Regions from separate parts of the Gossypium hirsutum genome. Here region 2 is linked to region 1. Evidence: chromatin contacts called from public Hi-C data. All regions are on one chromosome and are shown on one strand. The core of a region is the stretch at or near the end of the contact, and the rest is flanking DNA. Distances in the headings are between cores, read along the strand shown.

Region 1 (7,564 bases), core at 1,860-4,359:
AAGGGCTTGTTTTACCAAGCTTTTGAGCTCATCTGGTGAAGAATATAGGGACTTCTTCTCCTGTAACAAACAAATTCTTTTGGATCAACAAATAGTTTCCTACCAAAAAACAGAGCAGTCTTGCGGGCAAAACAATAAACAAACAAAACAAGCCTTTCAGATTGGCTGTCGCATAGATGCTACACCATCAAGCCTTATTTAAAATTATAGAAACACATCAGCATGCTTACCACTGATTTCCAGCAGTCCAGGAGTGAGGAAGAGAAGTCATCAGAGAAGCCAACGGAAGCCACTGACAACATACTATCCAACTGACAAAAATTTTGACAAAAATTTAGGCATACTTCAGAAAAAATTGAGGGCAGATGCACATAATGAGATGAATGGAATGGAAAGGAAAGGTATGAAGTGGCATATTTTGCTAACAGTTACACTCTCAATGAGCAGCTAAAGAGTAAAAGGCAGACGCTAGAATGAATGAAATAATGACGAACGTGTACGCATTTATCAAATTAATGGACAATATCTCATTCAAGGAAAAAGTTACAGCATTATATATTATTTTTCTAAGAAACTAAATTAAAGGTGATATTGGGCCGGGCCATAATAAAATTTCAGGCCTATTTTATAAGCTCAGTTTGAAAAATGGGCCTAAAAATTTACTCAAGCCTGGCCTAGATAAAAAAGCTAAAACCCAAGCCCAGCCCGACCACCCATATCAAAATTTTTTATATTATTCTTTATATAAAAATATAATACATCAAATACATTAAAAATATTAAAATAAATGTTTCCCAATAAATTAAAAATAAATGAAAAAACATTCTATACTTCAATAACATTAAAACAGGTGCAATTTAACAAGCAAATGCTTTTAAAATAGTAGTAAAATTAACAATAAAATAAGATTTATACAATATCTATATAATAACAACAAAATAGTAACAATATAATAGTGAAATGGCAATAAACAGCAGCAGCTTTTTTCTTTCAAATTTGGGCTGGACTTGGGCCAAAAAAGTTTATCCAAGACCCGACCCGTTTTCTAAACAAGCTTTATGATTTTTTCCAAGCCCATTTTTTAGGCCTATATTTTTACCCAAACACTCTTACTTTTTCGGTGGGCCTTCGTTCCGGGCCACATGATCAGGTCTAAACTAAATTTAGTAAAAAATGAATCAGTTTAGTTGTGTTATTCAAGAATAAGACTTGTAATAAAATAAACAAAACAATATTTCTTAACAATATACATAAATGAAGTAGGAAGCTAAAGAACAATAAAAGAGAAAATACCATGACCCAGTTAGGTACAACTGCTCCTTCAATACTGTCACAATATGGAAGATACGGTTTGATGTCCAGCACTGGCTGTTAACAAAATCATACATGAGGCATGATTTATATACATAGCTGTTAAGAAAATGCATAAAAACAGGAAAGTGGAAAAAGCCAATCATAGCTCCCAGTAAAGTTCAGGAAATGCGAGCTTACTGTTCCATCAACTAGATCTACTCCTGAGAGTAGAACCATATTTCCTTGTACTGCCTCCACCTAATATATAAAGAGTATATCAGTTCCAAAGTGATCATTCTCTCAATTTCAAATTTCATGTATCCTGATGATGCTTCACCAAAGTCCTCCATGATGTCTCAGAAATTCACTCAAGGCAGACAAAAATATTGACATTGAAAGGCTTCTTTTAACAGAGATATATATTTTTCCAATTGATACATGAAACATCACAAATGTTATGAGCTCAAGTAAACATTAACCCTTAAGAAAAGAGCCATTGGAATATATTTATGAAAGATCCTCCTTTTAGTGTTGATAACAAAACTTCCATTAGATATATTGAAGGAAAAATCATAGGTAAACATGTTGTTACAACAATAACACATTTGTACATGACTCCATACCTTTGCTACAGTGAGTCCTATAGGACACAGTCGATGTGGAGATCGTGTAGCAAAAACTCCCATCCTTCCTCCTTTCAATCTTGGAACTCTGACCTATTAAAGTGACCAACCTTCCATAGAAGTCTAAAGATGATAAGAAAGTTTCATAAAAGATAGAAACGAATATATATGTATCATTATTATAGTTCCACAAACCTTGGCCTTAAACTTTGATTTAGATGGATGCTTCCATAACTTTTCCAGATCTGTATTCAAATGAAATACATATATAATCCAGCAATGAGAGTATTCTTCGAGACCCTCAAGTGATGCTGGAGGCATTCTAGTTGAATCAAAAACCAAAGATGCCCTAGCAAGAGGGACAAGTAGAGGCTGCCTACGGGTTCCATTCCTACATAAATTTTACAAGCAATTGGAACCATCCTTAAGTAGCAAAGATAAATTAGTAGTAAGCTTCAATCTGATTATTTACCAAGGCAAGCGTTATTATTGCATAGCTTCTATTAACAGAATAAAAAATTTTATTTACCCAATCAGTCATTAATTTTTTTTTAAACGAAGCACCATCTGGAAATCACCTCGTAGAAAAACAAGATTGAACGATACCAATAGGTGCCATTGGATACGATGGTATGTCTAAATTCTCAGACTTGGCTTGTGGTTGAGCGACTACTGCTTTCCTCAATGCCTACAAATTTGGATTTTTTCTTACAAATAAATAACAAAACCAAAAGAAAAATAACAGTCATCATAAAGAATAAAAACAATAAAAGAGAGAAGGAAGAACCTGTTGAGCCCTAATCCGACCTTGTCTTTCAGAAGCACACTTTTCCAAAGCAGAATTGAGGGATTTTTTAAGCTCTTTCAACTTTGAATCCCATTCTATCAAATTTTTCCTCCATATATAAACTGAAAGAAAGAAGATCAACATCCACCATTGCTACAAATTAAATAAAAAGAATAAAAAGGGGGTGAAGAGAGATGTACAGGAGATAGCTGAAGAAGCAGAAAACAGAGAAGCAAGTGCCAATGCTAAGATGGAGTATCGGGTAGAGGACATGGGTTTTGTGTAATTAGTGCTTGTAGTATTTCTTCTTCTGCTCTTTCATCCAAGTTTAGCTAGCTGCAGTTGGGTTGAGTAGGGTTTTAGCTTAGGAACAAACAAGTTTGAAGTTTCTTCTACTTTATTTATTTTTTTTAATTTTGGGTTGGCACTTGGGAAATGAGATGGTATGGCATGGATTCTTAAATTGGATCAAACAGAGAACGGCTGTAAGCCCGAAAATAATGATCCAAGGCCCTTGTTGCTTATGTTCCCTTGGCCATGGCTAGCCCGAAACTGTTACTACAATCCAATTTAGACTGTGTTAAGTGGCAAAGGTCCATGCTTGGGAAATTTACAGAAACAAATTTACAGAAACAATACTAAAATAATCATTTATTACTTAAATATATTTTGAAATAGTAAAAAATAATTTGGGTTTCCAATTGATGCTGATTTCGTCATTAGTAAACTTAAAATTTTCTTTTTAATATTAAAAAAGTAAAATTTTAAAATTATAATTTTAAAAAATAAAAAATTATGAAAATAGAAACTTTTTAAAATTATTTTTTTAAAATTAAATATAAAAAATTTTAAAATTCAATATTATCTAAACCAAATTAGACTAGAAATTGGTTGGGGTATTGGTCAAATAAAAGGTAAAAAATTAGTTGACTTGCTGATTTTTTATTCAACCAGTTCGGTTTTTATAACAATGAATTTTGAATTTTTTTATATTTTTAAAACATATTACTTTTGAATTCTAAAGAATTTTTCATTTTTCATTTTAAAAAATATAATTTTAAACTTTTATGTTTTTTAAAATATGAAAAAATAAATAAATTTTAAAATATTTTAAATACTTTTAAAGGGTATGGACCAAATTAATAGAAAAATATTGTAAATGTTTAAGGCTAAAAAAGTTTAAAAATTTTAAAAATTGGTTGACCCATGAACTAGTACGGATTGTTTAACCCCGGGCTAAAAAATCATTTGAACTAATAGTTGAATTGATTTATATAATTTTGTAATTTTTATTTTTTTTATAATTTATTTGCTTTGAAACGATTAGACCAGTGATTATGGGAACCAATTGGTCAGACCAGTTTAAAATTGGTTCAACTATTAATTCAATCAATTTTTTTAACTCGCTTCGATACATCAACCAATTTTTTATTCAACTAATTTAGTCTGGATTAAATAACATTAAATTTTAGAATTTTTTCATATTTTATTTAATTTTTTAAAATTTTAAAGGCTTTTTTTTCATAATTTTTTTATTTTTAATTAAGTCAGTTTGGTCATTGAGAAACTCAAATTATTATTTTTATTATTAAAACATATTACTTAGATAAATAAAAGTAAATCTATATTAATTGAGAGATAAATTATTATTTTAATATTATTTCTGTAAATTTCTCGTCCATACGTTTAAGAGATATACTATAGCCATAATATATAATTTAATATCCAAACATAATTTTTCTTAGTTTGATACATATATATTTTCTTTATCAAAGTGGTAGTTAAAGTTTCACATATTATTCCAATAATTTAGCACCGTTAAAAATTTTTAAGACGGTATCTTACGCTAGTAAATGAGTGATATGTAAATATTTGATAAAAATATTTAAGTATATAAAATATTAATGTTTTTTTTTTGTTTTAATATAGTCTAAAATAAAAAAATCAATTTATGATTTTGGGTCCTTAGTTTTTTTATTTTTTTGGTTAAATAGGCAATATATGCTGATTTTTTTAATTGGCCAAATAAATCGTTTTTTTTTTCAAGATTTAGGAAAATAGGTCGATTTCGGAGAGAAAGTGTGAAAGCATGTCCAGCTGGGCGCGCTTTTGTCACAGGCCGTAGTTCAAAGCCCGTGACCATCGCACCAAATCCATCCAATGGAGGTCTATTGTTTGGATGGGGATCACCCCGTAAGAATTGGTCTAATTCAGGAAGCTGTTGGAGAAGCCTATCATATTGAAGCTTGGTTGGCTCGATAATGAAGATACGACAACTTAAGCTAATTTGGTAACTAATCTTAGAAGATTGACAGAATCATATCTTGTAAAGATTAGATTAGATTTGATATGCCATATCTTGTAAATCCCTAAAATTAAGGGATATGGTTAATACCGTCCGTTAATGTAAATGTATCTTGACCGTCAGTTTTGGAAGAGCTCAACTATAAATTGAGAGCCTCCCCCTCATTTGTACTCACTCAATTCATTGTTGCATTATTCTTTGTGAATAAGAGAATATTGAGAGTATTTACTCAAACACTTGGTGTGCGCTCTTTCTGTTGTTCTTTGCAAGTTTCTTTTGGCATAAATCGCTTTCGCTCTACAAATTGGTGCCTTGGAGAAGTTCTTAAAGAATCCTCACTTAAGTAAAGGCTGACTTAAGTGAGTTTGGACGAACGAATCACCTAAGGTCGCACAGATCGCGAGACGAAAGATCTGGCCCCGTGACAAGTGGTATCCGAGCTATTGGTTCGAAGGCACCGTTAGGATGTCGAAAGAGGAGTTTGAACAAAGGTGGGCTAGAAAGTCTTTGACGGAGATGCTATCGACTGTTGAGGAACGCGTGGGTAAACTTGAGGAGTCCATGGAGGACGCAAAAGAGTTAGACAATGTGCTTGGGGAAAGCATTGAGGACTTGAAGAAGCAATCCAGGGACTTTGTGACCATGTGTCTCACTTTCCAGAGGGATAGCGTGCAAGAGTTGCTAGATTCCCAAAGGAATAAGCTAACAGAGAGGAACGATGCTCTCGAAGCCATGGTGAAGGCTTTGAAGGAGCAAACAATGGCCACAACGATGGCTTTGAGCACAAGAATAGAGGAGCTCGAGGGAGAACTGGCCTTGTACCGAATAGCCGTGGGGAAAGGAGTGTCAAGTGCAGTACTCTGTTACGAGGATGTCCTGAAGTTGAAAGAGTTTATGGGGACAAGGTTTACATGTGATGTAGACAATTTCTTGTGGAGGATGGAAAACTACTTCCGTGCCAAAGGCATTATAGATGATGTAATTAAGGTAAACATTGCTTTAATATTTCTTACTAATATTGCGCTTTTATGGTTGTAACAGCCTAAACTCGGCCTAGAAGTTTAGACCAGATTCCGGATGTCACATTGATCACCGAAGTGATCATGGGTAAATTTTTACAAAACAATTGACATGTCGAATCGTAATATTTAATCGTTTAAAATCCAATCACTAAAATTACAGTTATATAAAAGCGGAATAGAAACGAATAAAACTTAAATGGAAATTTGTATCACAGTTTTATAAAACCTTACAGTTCAAAAATCGAATAACCAAATAGTAACTGAAAATACAAACAGATAAATTATTTGTCACTGAAACTGTCCAAGACCTTTGCATACCGAGCCCAGCATCAAAATTTTGAAACGTACTTGAAAGGAAACACTAAGAGGAGTGAGCAACTCGAGCTCAGTGTGAGTCCGAATCAAGACCAAAAACAAATCACGAAATTCAATTCAATATCACACCAGCTTTACAGAAGTTCACTGAGTCAGAACGAAACTTGGAACTAACGTCCTAACAGAACATAATACTCGAGCACACTCATTTCACAAATAGATAGATAGAGTACACTAAAAAAGTCAAGAACCCAAAATATACAAATAGATGCGTATGAAATGCAGTCAAGTAATAAAACCCACCCATCCAGCCAACACACCTCTCCATCCCCCGATCACACCCCATAAGAGTTGTTTAAGCTCAACCAACCGAAACACACCATATAGGACCCCATAGGTCTATCCAACCCTACACATCATATATGTGGACCAAGCCACTCAGATATTAATTCGCAGCAGAGCTGGCATATGTGCTGTACAGTGCAATGCAGTAATTCGCTGTACAGTCTTGTTGCAGTTATACTACCAGATCAGAATATAGTACGCAGCAAAGCTAATGCATATGCAATACAGTGCGATAAATTTCCGTAAAAATATGTTGCAGTAAAATTGCTAGATCAGATCAGAATCCCTTCACTTCGTAATCCCACCCAAAACTTTGTGCAAGTGTATCTGTGTATACATTAACACAGAAAACAAAGAGCACATCCACAGACAGTCAGACAGGAATAGATATGTACACACACCCAGCTAACCGAGTTCAGAGTCAGACATCTCACACAACAATTAAAGATATCACATAAGCCGCAGCCCAAATCAAAGTCTTAATTACCCTTTCTAAGGCTTAGCCAAGGGTTCAAACACACAGACACATTTTCGGATCGTAAACATACACACAAACTAAATTTTGGTGTCTAAGGACCACACGCCCGTGTGGAAAAGCCTAGGCCTTGGGGGAGGTCAAGTGCCCTTATGAGAAAGGGCACATGCCCATGTGAAAAGGGGCACATGCCAGTGTGGACCAGGGACATGGCCGTGGGAACAGGCCATGTAATTCTCTGTCTATTTGTGCTAAATTTGAGTAAAGGGTTGACACGGTCATGTACGGGTCTCACACGCCCGTGTGCCCACTAGATACGACCGTGTGTCCAAAACACACGTCCATGTGGGATCCTTAAATCCCCAAATTAGCCATAAGACCATGTGGCACCAAATCACT
Region 2 (7,564 bases), core at 2,839-5,338, 740 kb before region 1:
TTGGGTTGCTCTCTGACTTAGTTCTACTGATACTTGTGTAGCCATGTATTGGTAAAAGTCTCCTAAAATTGAAAATTTTATTTTAAATCAAAGTTTTTCAAAGGCATTTTATCATTTTAAGTTTCTAAATACTTCAAAAATAATATTGAGAGCTTTATATCAATTGATTGCAATTTAGAAAAAGAAAATTTATAATTTAACTTTTTTATACCAAAACATTTTACAAAGTAGTGCTAACTATTTGGATTTAAGAAGTAACTTTTATTATTTATTATATTACTATATTGATGTTAGAATAAAACTTTATTGTTCGTATTAAATTTTGATTATTAGGAAATCTTTTATTTAAACTAAAATTGCAATTTGTGTACATTTTCATTATGATTTGAATCACACTTTCAATAATGAAAAATTAATAATTGGCATTATAAAATAGATGTAAGAAAATTTAACATCTTTTTATTTTCATTATATTAATAACTAAATGTTTTAAAATAAATAGTTAAAATTTCATTATTATTTTCATTAATTTTAATTATGATTTGAAGTTTTGTAATTTCAAAATAATTAACATATTTTAATTCAATGTAATATATTTTATAAAGTGTAGGCATCTAACAAGAACATGTCATATGTCATGTTTTTATTGACTAGTGTTGAGTTTAGGATAAAAAATAAAATTAATAGTTTAGATATTATTTTTATAAAAAAATTTAGCTACCTAAATGAAAAAAAGATAAAATATAAGGACTAATATTACATTTAAGCCTAATATACATCGCCATTTCCTACATTTGAATTTTTTTTAAGAAAATTGTTTTGATTAGCAATGTATTAATGTTAATTGAATAATTTATTATATTCCTTGGCGCTGCCGTTTCCAATTAGAATAGAAAGAGAGACAAAGACCAAAGGGAAAAAGGCCGAGAAAGACCACACCCATTGCATCAAATTTCATTGTAAAGTTGTTATCCTATCTACCTCACATCGCTGCAATTCTCAAAACCAAAATTTTGTTATTCATATATATACTTGGTAAAATAATTTATTTAGTCTTAATCTAAAAAAATTGTTTTAATTTTTTATTTTTTATCAAATTACTTCAAAATAAATAAAAAAATTAATATTTATAATTTATCAATATGATATACACATAGATTATCACGTCAATAATTAATTGTTATTTTTTAAAAAATTAAAATTTAAAAAAGTATAAAAATCATTTTTTCAATATTTTTAATTTTTAAAAATTAATTAATTGATAATTAGAATACATATAGATGTCATATCAATAAAGTCAATTTAGGTTAATTTTTCCATTCATTTTAGAATGATTTGATAAATAATTCAAATTTAAAAACTAAAAGAGTCGAAAAATTAAATAAAAGACTAAAATTAATTTTATGTAAATTAAATTTAAAAAAACAAAACAAAAATCAATCATGTATAAAAAGAGAAATGGTTGTACTAAGTTAAATACTGTGGGGAAATATTAAAAACTGCTCATTTGTACAATGCTTACGCTGTTCCTTAATGCAAAATCACAGCAATTGCCAAAATTGTAAAGTAAATAACTGGGCACATTTGGATAATGGTGGAAGAAAGATATTGTTTCCGAATAAGATAAGGTTTGAATTATAAAAAACAAGATAATAAAGAAATCCCTGAGAGAAAAAAGTGATAATGATAGCAGTGATAGTAAAATTTATCTGCAATTTGCAGTCATTTTTGTCTCGTTTCAATCATACAAATATTGAAAACCTGCAGACTAGATAATTATCATAACAACAAGGTCAAAATAGTGACTTGATATGGTTATCAATTCTACTTGTTCATATCTTAACAAGTGAATTAATAGGTGTGAGATAACTGATTTTGTTTTTTATAAAAATAATTTTTAGGTAGTACATAAAATAAATAGGGTAAATTATATTTAAGATTATTAAACTATCAATAAATTTATATTTTAATTATTTAATTTTAAAAGACTATAAAATAATCACTGAATTATTTAAAAATTTTATTCATATCATAAACTATTCGAATGCTTTTATTTAAGGCATTGCACTATTAACGTTTTTTTTTAAATAGAGCTAGTGAATTTCAAGTGATAATTCGGCAATCGATACAGTAGATCAGTACTCATTGACAAATAGGATATACCTTCAATCTAAGTCGATCCAACGATCAATGTCGAAGATCGAAGAAAAAAACTATTTAGATTTTAGATTATAAATTTGTAACATTTAAAAGTTGCTTCATGAAAAAAATTGAACTATAGAAAAGAAGGTGAATGAAAGCTTTCGATTGGTGTAAACAGTGTGAATGAAGAAAGCCATACAATAACATTTTTAGTAATTTAATGACTTAAATAAAAACATTTGAATAATTTAATTACTATTTTGTAAGTTGAATAACTAAATAAATTTATTAATAATTACATCAACTAATTAAATTCTATCATCGATACTATGCTTTAGAAAAAGTAAATAATTACTAGCAAAATAAAAATAAAAAAAAACTTTATTTTGAGAGATCCGTATGCAAAAGTAGGGGTGAGCGTTCGATCGAATCAAATGAAAAAATTTCAAGTTAATCGAGTTTACGAATCATATTTTATCATCCTAATTTGATTTGAAAATTTCTCGAATCGAGTCAAGTGAGATGGAATTCGAGTCGAATCAAATCAAATATATTTGTTCGAGTTAAATTTTAAAAAATAATTTTGAGTCATTGTAACCACTGTCACCTATCGTAATAAAATTTGTCCACCTTAATCAAAATTTTTATTAATTTTCATCACCTCATAATTTATTTATTAATCTTTTATATACAGGTTAGATTCTTTGCTTGCTTAGTTGTTTCAATTATCTTCACATTCTTGCTACTATGTATTTTGGAATTAAAAAATATATTTAATGTAAAAATGTGATTTTTTAATAAAAGTTATTTTAAAGACAAAATGTGAAATTGATACCAATATAAAATTTTAACATGAATATTTAATGGCATAATTAATAATTCAATTTTAATATAAATATTCAATATGACTAAACAATTAAATAATATAAATAGGGGCGAAGCCAGAAAATTTTTTTAGGGGGGCCGGATGAAATTTTAATTTTTTTATAGTTTATATTTTTATAATTTGTAAAGGATTATATTAATTTTTTATAATTTTAGGGGGGCCAAAGTGCAATTTTACCTTTACTAATTTAAAATTTTTAAAAAATTTCAAGGGCCTAAAATAAAATTTTTCATTTTAGGGGGGCCGGGGCCCATGCCAGCCCCCTGGCTACGCCCCTGAATATAAATAATATAAAAATTTTAGGGGGAAAGTGGGAGGAATAAAAGTTTTAGGGGAAAATAAAAAGTTTTGAGGGTTTTTGGGAGTAAAATTTTGAGAAAAAGTAAATGGGAGAGCAAAATTTTTGTGGAAAATAGATTTTGGGTAGATTGGGGGTTGGGATAGAAGGGGAGTAAAAGTTTTGGGGGGAAAGTGGGAAGGAGTAAAAGTTTTGAGAGAAAAGTAAAAAAGTTTGGGAGTTTGGGGCAAAAATGTAAAATATTATAGTTTGATATTCGAATTATTCGAGTTATTCGAATTCGAAAACACAACTCGATTCGAACTCGAAATTCGAAAAAAAAATTTGAGTTAACTCGAATAACTCGAATAACTAGATTTTTTTAACTCAAAATTCGAATTTTTTTATTTTTTCAAATTAAATCGTGTTTTGCTCACCCTATACAAAAGTAAATATAAAGGGTATAAAACCATCGGTATCAATGAACCTTTAAGCAACATGTGGCATACACGTCTAATAGAAGCTGTGGATGATGAAGTGTTTTCAATAACAAGGACATATGTTTTGTATGGGGCAGGGCATGTAGGACTGCACAGGACAAATCAATTAAAATTTTCTGGTCAAAAAGCTTCCAACTTATGTCAACTTTTACAACCAACATCCTCAAAACTTTTCACCAAATGCTCGACTCATTTTCATTAAATTTACAACTAAATATAAACTGTGATGTGATCCTCATAAAAGTCTCCATGTGAGAAAGTTAAAGCATTTTGGCCCAACCTTACCACTTGAAAGAACCAAAACTAAGGACACTACCCAACAAAGCAGCAGGCAGAGGCCTGCATACACTAAGGTACAAATGAAACAACATTTCCCACGACATATCTCTTGTTTGGTAGCTAAGAAAATATACAATCCTTACATATTTCCCACAAATAATTGAGATAATTTTACCACTCTAATCTGGTTAGAAAAGAGAGAGGAAAGGGCAGAAGCATTGTAGCAGTCAATTTATCAACTCCCTGACAAAAACAAAACCGTAGCTAGGTGATATTTTCACCATTTATTTTACTCGTAAATTTCGGAGGAATCAAGGATTGTTTAGTGCTAAGAATGCCATTCAATCACAATAGCAATTTATACAAGGGAGAGCACTTAAAAAGTATTGGTGGCACCCCATCTTTTTCATAAAATTCGTCGCTGAGAATCATTATACGTAATGACATGTCGACATAGACCTGAAACAATGTTCCTTGTTTCACACTGAAATGGAAAGCGCTATCTTGTTTGCTAGATATGGAAGTTCAGCTTTCACATCCATGCGAGTTTTCATGGTTTTTGATAGAGTTGAAAGCTGAAATGTATCCATGATTATAGGATAGGATTGAATCATAAACTATATTTCCTAATTTGCAGCTGTTTGGTTGCTGCCAATAGTTATATTATTAGTTCCATTTGAACTCGTAAATCATAATCTTCCCGAGGACTAAGAGTGGATCTCACTCGTAAATCTTAACCTGGGATTGGGTCAGCCACCTTGAATGCAAGAACATCTTCCATCACTCATCATAAATTCCAAACCAACAGAAAACATATTGAAAATGACAGGGAATAAGGCAGTTGTTAAAGTAGTGAGAGTGAAGATATGATATTTGTGGAGGGTGAGTCAGTACTTAAGGGGGTAAGTGACCCAATAAGAGAAGCAAATGGGAAATGGGTCAGAAGAGCACTTGTTTCCTAATGCAAAGACAGGACTTCACAAATTGATTCACAAGAGACACGGCTGCGGAGCCCCACCACCCTTTTGTCTCTTTCTTCCTACAACCTGCCCTTCCCAGCCAGCAGCGGTCACTAAAGAAAAAGCTCTCCCACTCACCCAACTGTCTCTTTCAACCATTCGTTTCTATTCCTCTTTTCCTTTTTTTAATCCTTTTTAGATAACCTTGTAAGTCACATATTAACCGTCTATTATTTTTGAAGTAATCGGAAATAATGTTTCATAAATCGGTCGGGTCTATCTAAAATATTAATATATTTTATATTTTATTTAATTTTGATTCAATTTAAAATATAGATTTAAAATTTTGTCTAAATTCGTTCATATTTGTAAATAATTAACTCAAACTCATTTTAAACTTACTTATAATAATTTTTAAAAATTTTAAAAATATATTTATATTATTTTTAATTTACTATTTAATAATTTATATATTTTTATTCATTAAAATTTTATATATAATCACCTTAACTATTTTAGTGTTTACATCATAATAGTAGTACGGCTATAGATTTAATTTTTATATGTAATAAACTGACATAACATAAAATATTATTAGCTTAAAAATAGGTTGGGTCAGGTCAGGCTCAAGTTTTGAATGTTCAAGCCCGAGTTTGGCCTACATTTTAAATGGGCCTAATTTTTTGTCCAAGTTTATTTTTCGGGCCTAATTTTTTATCCAAGTCTATTTTCCGGGCCTAATATATTTACCCAGATCCTCTCAATTTTCGGGCGAGTATCCCAACTCATAAACAAGTCTAGCTATGTCCCAAACTTCCTACAAGCCTCTTTTATTTTTTGGGCTTTTTTATTCAAACCATCTTACAAGAATCATTTATCCATAGGAGCAAATATTTTATCTTTTGAAAAGTCATAGTGTTTACATTTTTCTTTTAATTTGACAATTATTCCTTTTTAGCTAAACTTAGTTATTAATATTTCAAAAAGAGTGAAATCAATCTTTTTAATAGAAATTATAACTAAAACATCAAATTTTTAACAATGTTGATGATAAGGAACCAACAACGAAATAAGATCGCAAATGATACCAAATGATAGAAAATGGGTGCAGAATAGGATCGTAAGTTTATCAAAGTCTCGAATTTGGTGTAGGACTCTAGACGAATAAAAAAAACTTGGAGTTTGACACAACCTAAAACGCAAACAAATCCAAGTTAGATCTAAGAATTAAAAGGCAACGATTAAAATAAATTATGAAGATAGAAAAAAAAAGAACAATTAAATAAATTAAAGATTTGAACAATTAAACAATAATAAATTAAAAAAGAAAATAAGATAGACGGAAAGTGGCGTGTAAAAGCCGTAAGGAGCCTTGAAAACAAGATGAATCTATAACCCCCTTCAAACGATTCTAATTTTTCCTCCAAGAAAGAAAACTTGGCAAGAAAAAGCTTGAAGACGATCCTCACAATCTGACAAGATTATTAAAACACTTTTAAAAGAAAACTCAAAGAGAAATTTTATTAACTTAAAATGAACAATGAATGAATTGGTTGTTGATTGTGTACAATGAAGAGACATTTATAGGCTGGCTAAGTAAATACAAATAAAACTCTTAAGCATACTAAAACTCTAATAACCTAAGCAAGAAAAATTTTGAACTAAACTTTCTTATTGACATAAAACTCCTAAATAACTTAAAATACTTAAAAATAACCAAAATTTGAAAGAGCTAATAAATACAATATTGGACTCATATATAATAAAAATTAAACCTAAAAATCTAACCCAATATGATTTAAACTCGAATTAAAAACCTGAAACTTGTAATTTCCGTAATAATCTTATCTAGAAATTTTGCTCGTGAAATCTTCACTAAAATAGTCATAACTTGAGCCCCCTATTTCAAAATTTAGTGATTCAAAGTGCATTGCGAAGCTAAGAGATAAAATTTCAACTACAATGCAGACTTCTAAGCTCATATATGTCTGCATTTGATCTAAAAATTCATCGTAAATTGACCAATCTTTTTAGCTTGAAAATTGGTAGCTTGGTTGAATTGACTTTAATAAATTTCACCTATTTCGTGCATGTATCATATTCATACTCACATATTATCTTTGATTGAATCTTGGTTTGATTTACTTGGCCTTTGACCTTGTTATTGGGCCTTGAGGTAGTGTAAGCTCATCACATCCATGAGCTTGAAATTGGGCCTTAAGACTTGCATAATTCCCCCTTCCTCAAGAAGATTTATCCTTGAATCTTTAGTTGTAGAAAAAGAAAAGGGATTAGAACTAATAATAATAAAAGTAAACAAATACTTACCTAAGCTTTCCTGTGCACCAAAAACTATCTCCATAATCAAAGACATGATTTTGATCCCCCAAATCAATATGGATCAATTAGCTCTCCTTAAAACACAAACCATCAACACTAAACAAAGAAATGTTAGGCACATAAATGTTCAAGTAAAAAATAATTTGTAACTCTCCTTGAATATGCATGGTCATCCATTTTA

The links. A called contact is a pair of places that touch in the nucleus more often than the background predicts.
Region 2: a Hi-C map of leaf shows a contact between it and region 1, with 3 times the contacts expected there. The contact joins the enhancer-like site here to the promoter of LOC107920117 in region 1. A contact is called at or near these places in 4 of 34 Hi-C or Micro-C datasets (leaf and seedling).

The regions. Positions count from the first base shown.
Region 1 is chrA08:34,689,779-34,697,342 of Gossypium_hirsutum_v2.1, reverse strand. It overlaps LOC107920117 (tRNA (adenine(37)-N6)-methyltransferase), which reads right to left and starts at 3,109. Exons shown (of 9, transcript XM_041074449.1): 1 at 2,904-3,109; 2 at 2,704-2,825; 3 at 2,523-2,604; 4 at 2,112-2,161; 5 at 1,917-2,009; 6 at 1,492-1,551; 7 at 1,294-1,368; 8 at 231-311; 9 at 1-60. The coding sequence starts at 2,976.
Region 2 is chrA08:35,433,180-35,440,743 of Gossypium_hirsutum_v2.1, reverse strand. No RefSeq gene overlaps it. Among protein-coding and RNA genes, the nearest start is that of LOC121205283, 36 kb to the right of the region's middle. Within about 2 kb of position 4,088, at least 5 of the 9 cell types and tissues checked have an H3K27ac peak or open chromatin away from gene starts, as enhancers often do. A contact at or near this core is called in leaf, where this site is marked.